Regions from separate parts of the Sus scrofa genome. Here region 2 is linked to region 1. The links are chromatin contacts, called in public Hi-C maps. All regions are on one chromosome and are shown on one strand. The core of a region is the stretch at or near the end of the contact, and the rest is flanking DNA. Distances in the headings are between cores, read along the strand shown.

Region 1 (2,700 bases), core at 124-2,623:
CTGCATCGTCATGGATACTAGTCGGGTTCGTTAACTGCTGAGCCACAAGGGGAACTCCTAAAATTTTATTTTTGAATGTCATGATTGACTAAACCCATTTGAAACACACCCTCTGAATAATCACCTTGCAAATGATTATTCAGTTCTCACTGCTATCTGTCATAGACTTATAACCAGATTCCTCTTACGAAAAATAAATGTTAAGTCTGAATTTAAAGGAATAAGATTGATTTCCATTCACAAGCTGTAAACTTAGTCTCAGTGCTTTTAAGCAGTACCATGAGTTTCTAGGGACCCCAAGTACAAGCATCATTAAAAATGCCATAGGAGTTCCCATTGTGGGGCAGCGGACACAAATCCAACTAGGAACTATTAAGTTGTGGGTTCGATCCCTGGCCTTGCTCAGTGGGTTAAGGATCCTGTGTTGCCATGAGCTGTGGTGTAGGTCGCAGACGAGGCTCAGATCTGGCATTACTGTGGCTCTGATGTAGGCCAGTGTCTACAGCTCTGATTCGACCCCTAGCCTGGGAACCTCCATGTGCTGTGGGTGTGGCCCTAAAAAGGACAAAAGAAAGAGAAAAAAAAATGCCATAGTATCAACCAATTTCATCTATAATTAGAAGGATATTAACTATATACATTGATTAAATGAGCATTTACTATATGCTAGGCACTCTTCTATGGTCTGTATCTAATGAGATTTAAGTAGGAAATAGTCCTTATTTTCTAATTCACGTATGGAACATAACGAGCTAAGTTGTGTGCAATACTCTTTGAGGGCAATGATACAGAAAAGGGAGAAAAAAGCTAGTCTTTGCTTTCTAAGGGGGACTATTTTTTTAAATTTTTTTTTTAATCTTTTTTGTTAAGGCCGCACCCGCAGCATATGGAAGTTCCCAAGCTAGGAGCTGAATCAGAGCTATGGTCGCTGGCCTATGCCACAGCCACAGCAACACCAGATCCAAGCTGCATCTGTGACCTACACCACAGTTCATGGCAATGCTGGATCCTTAACCCACCGAGCGAGGCCAGAGATTGAACCTGCGTCCTCATGGATGCCAGTCAGATTCTTTAACTGCTGAGCCATGATGGGAACTCCTAAGGGGGACTATTGGAGTTGGTCTTGAAGGGCAGATATTACTGGGGTAAGCTGGGGAGGAAGCATTCAAAGGCACAGTGAGCACCACAGGTGCCCAGGGCAAGGGGAAGTGACACAGGATTATTACGGAGCAGTTCAATTCTGGCTAAGAGCTACTGTCACCTGGAGTCAGGAAGTTCACTTAAAATCTTGTTGCTATGAATCAAACCATGAGGATAAGGATTGAGGCCACACAAGGGAATTAAAGGAGATAAGAGGAAAATAATCAATGACATGTAGTGATTTAGTTAGATGTTGATTAAGCTTCCTGGGTCAAAGATGAGAGTGAGTGACTGGGAGACAGACTGCCGAGCCATTCCCGAAAGGAGTCTTCATGTTTGTTAAATGACCAGCTGGGAAACATGAGGGTGGGGTGTTGGCAAACTTCCAGACGATAAACAGAGCTTACTGATATCTTAGAGGATTAGACCTGAAACCTTGGTCTTATTCATATTTATCAAGCTAAAAAGCAACAGATTTCTACTTATTCATAACTTACATATACGTGTGTGTGTATGTGTGTATATATATATGTGTGTGCGTGTACATATATATATATTTATTTTATATACATATATTTTTGGCTGCACCTGTGGAATATGGAAGTTCCCAGGCCTGCGATCAAATCCAAGCTGCGACCTAGGCCACAGCAGCAGCAATGCTGGATAGCTAACCCACCGCGCAGGGCCAGGGATCGAATTGGTGACTCCACAGAGATAAGCAGGATCAATAACCCACTGCGTCATGGCAGGAACTCCAAATTACTCCCTATATTTTACCAAGATTTACTAAAAGCCTCTTTTATCTTACATGTATGTGTGTATGTATCTATTTATTTTGGCTACAACCATGACATGCGGAAGCTCTTGGGCCAGGGATCGAACATGAGCCGCAGCCGGGACGATACTGAATCTTAAACCACTAGGCAACCAGAGAACTCCCAAGAACCTCTTTTATTTTTGTCTTTTCTATGGCCACACTCACAGCATATGGAGGTTCCCAGGCTAGGGGTCTCATCGGAGCTGTAGACGCCGGTCTACGCCAGAGCCACAGCAACGCCAGATCCGAGCCGCGTCTGCAACCTGCACCAGAGCTCACAGCAACGCCGGATCCTTAACCCACTGAGCAAGGGCAGGAATCGGAACCCACAGCCTCAGGGTTCCTAGTCGGATTTGTTAACCACTGTGCCATGATGGGAACTCCCCAAGAGCCTCTTTTAATCAAGACATTGTGATGCTGATTAATTACAGGCCCCTAAGCCTTACCTTTCCCCAGACAATATCACTGTTGTCTGGCCATTTGATGAATACGTTGTTTTCCTGCCCTCTGGTGAATGTGAGATACTGGGTCTCATTGCCAGAAATGGCTGGATCCTGCAATGAAAGGGTTTAGAACAGCAAGCATGAGAAAAACATCCCCACAAAAAGTCCCCTAAAATTTTTAACAATTCACAGTGCAGAAAAAATGGTGAAGCTCAGTATCACACACACACACACACACACACCCATGGACAAATGAGAGATCAATTAATATAATGATGTCTATAACATTCTTGAGGAAAA
Region 2 (2,700 bases), core at 113-2,612, 110 kb after region 1:
CACTAAAGACAGGGGTGGGAGTCTGTTTAAAAGGAAAACTCAAGGCAACAACAACCACAAAAGCAACAATAATAAAAACAACAGTAAATACACCAATTTAGGCAAAAGATAGGGTTTCTTAGAGGTGCCATTCTAAGAAATTTCATGGATGTTGGGAATCTGACAGCCTTGGATTTGAAATCACCACTCTGTCAGCTAAGACCATGCACACAAGTACCTTAAACTTTCTGAGTCTTAGTTATGCAAAGATTATAATACCCATCTGTCAAATGGGGTAAAATATTACACATAAGGTGATTGGCACACAGGCAGACATATAGGCCATGTGCCCTATGTGAATTCCCTCACGTTGCCCATGCCCATGGCACAGGGATGGATGGCCAGTATCCTGAGTACGGCTGTGCCTTCCTGGCAGCCTAACTTCACCCAACATCCACAAAGGGCCTTTTACCTCCACTTGACTGTCCCAGTCAAGAGATGAGTTCACAAAGATATCAGGAAAATCAGGCCAGACCTGTGGAGAGAAAAACATTCAAAAGCAATGTGCTAAGTGCTTTTTCTCACAGTATTTCCCAAAACACTATAAACCACACCCAAAGGGTGACAATACTTTGATTTTCCTGTAGGACTGATCTAGAGAAAAGTGGATCCCACAATACACTTTCACACCTTAAAAATTCCTTGATGGTGTTGACAAACACTGACTGAAAAAAATGAACACTTCTGACCTCAGAGTCCAAATGGAAAAGGCAAAAGAAAAAAAAAACAGTGCAAAAACACTACAGCTCCCACCCCCAGGCTGGGGGTTTTAGGGCATCCCTGCTAAGAGCCTACCTTTCCCCAGACAATGCTCCCATCATTTGGATATTTGATGAAGACATCATCTTCCACACCCCGCGTGAACGGCGGGTAGGGTTTTGTCTCGTTACCAGAAATGGCTGGGTCCTGAAATCAAAGCACAGGTCAGGTGAGAAAACCAAAGCCAGAGAATGACCCGGAACAGAGAGAGAGAGAGACAGAGAGAGAGACAGAGACAGAGAGAGACAGAGAGAGAGAGACAGAGAGAGAGAGAGAGAGAGACAGAGAGACAGAGAGAGACAGAGAGAGAGAGCATTCCTCAAAAGGGAAGGTGCCAGCTTCCACCTGAGCTGTAGAGCTTCTGTGAATCTGGGAAAATACACCTTTCTTACTGAATCTCAGTTTCTCTGCTCATGGTGTGGAAGGAAACACAGTACAAAGCTTTCTCCACCAAACCCCATCCATTCCTCCAGGCGGACTCCTTTCAGGCACACAGGACTAACCAGAATGAGGATGACCCGCATGCCGTTGGCCTTCATGCGGTTAATCAGAGCTGGAAATCCATCAAACTTGGGGCTGAGGGTGAAGTCCAGCTGCCGCTCCATGTAGTCGATGTCCGAGTACTGCACGTCCTGGAGGAGGACAAAGGAAACTTGCAAAGTCCAGGTTCCAGATAAGAACAATGATCCTCTAACCAATGGTGAATTTCAGTGGCATCTTTTTGATTCTTTCAAATCCCACTTCGGTTATTCATTAGGTATTAGGTTCTGGAAAATTCACCTGATTTTCAAATTTTCAGTTGTGAAATACAAAAATAAAACTAAATTAGCAAAAAAAATAGGATGATAATGCCAACCTGGCAGGGCTACAGGCATGAATGAAAACAGCAGGTGAGAAAGTGCTTTGCAAAGGGCCAGTATAAGGGTTGATTGTGTCACCTCCCCCAAGAGGCTGCCGCTGGCATCAGTGGTTCAGAATCAGAGAAAATAACATAAACTATCCAGTACTAATACAGCATGGATAGTAAATCCACTAAAAACAAAACAAAAGCACATGTAATTGCTTTAGAAACCAATCCTAGAAGTTGTCAGACACAGCTGTCTTATTAAGAATAAAATATTACATGTTATTGAAATTAAAGCTTCATGAAGAAGCTAAAATAGAGCTAAGGAAAAGAAAACAATTCTGCATTGATGTTTGCACAGTGGGGTCTCATTCTACAGCTGACTGGCATGCGTGTTTTGTAGTGCAGGTTATGTATTTCCTAACTGTGAGACTCATAAAAATATAGACTCTCAGGTGTACAGAAGCATCATTTTCTCAAAACATTCATTGTCGTTAGCAATCCTAACATAATTTATATATTTTCCCTTATACCATTAAAACATGAACATCAAAAAAAGAATAAAATATTTCATGCATACTTTCCATTAATAAGAACAATTTTACACAATAGAAAAGCAAGAGAATAAAACTGGATCTGTAAATGGTTTATGGAACCACTTCTCTACTGAGTGGACCTCCTTGTCTTCAGCTGAAGGCAGAGTTTGTTTCCCTATGTTTTTCCTCTGGAAAGCAGTCAAGATCCCTACATACAACCAGGAATTAGCACAAAGCTGTGGGAACACTGGGCTTCAACATTGGAAAAGTATTGGAATTGAGGTTATATCTATATTCACGATGGTCTGACTGAATTTGGGTCAATTTCTTTTAAGTTAAACTACTGGTTGAGCAACCTTTTATTTCTATGGTACCAAGGATGTTTTTGACCAGAGGTTGTGAAGTCACGTGAAGGGAACGGAAGCATGGTGTAGCAGAAGAGCCCTACAACTGGCCCAATGTCCCCCTCCTTTGGCAAATCACTGTGACTCTTCAGGTTGGGGACAATGACTCCCCCCAACC

Evidence for each region. A called contact is a pair of places that touch in the nucleus more often than the background predicts.
Region 2: a Hi-C map of liver shows a contact between it and region 1, with 1.9 times the contacts expected there. The contact joins two enhancer-like sites. A contact is called at or near these places in 2 of 5 promoter capture datasets (fetal skeletal muscle and liver) and 15 of 47 Hi-C or Micro-C datasets (embryonic fibroblasts, fetal heart ventricle, fetal liver and 6 more).

The regions. Positions count from the first base shown.
Region 1 is chr18:7,795,113-7,797,812 of Sscrofa11.1, forward strand. MGAM2 (putative maltase-glucoamylase-like protein FLJ16351) reads right to left here. Exons shown (of 49, transcript XM_021079095.1): 33 at 2,404-2,511. Among named protein-coding and RNA genes, the nearest start is that of MGAM2, 67 kb to the right of the region's middle. Within about 2 kb of position 1,374, at least 1 of the 83 cell types and tissues checked has an H3K27ac peak or open chromatin away from gene starts, as enhancers often do. A contact at or near this core is called in liver, where this site is marked.
Region 2 is chr18:7,901,334-7,904,033 of Sscrofa11.1, forward strand. It overlaps MGAM (maltase-glucoamylase, intestinal), which reads right to left. Exons shown (of 48, transcript XM_021079097.1): 32 at 1,302-1,430; 33 at 835-945; 34 at 452-514. Among named protein-coding and RNA genes, the nearest start is that of MGAM2, 39 kb to the left of the region's middle. Within about 2 kb of position 1,363, at least 2 of the 83 cell types and tissues checked have an H3K27ac peak or open chromatin away from gene starts, as enhancers often do. A contact at or near this core is called in liver, where this site is marked.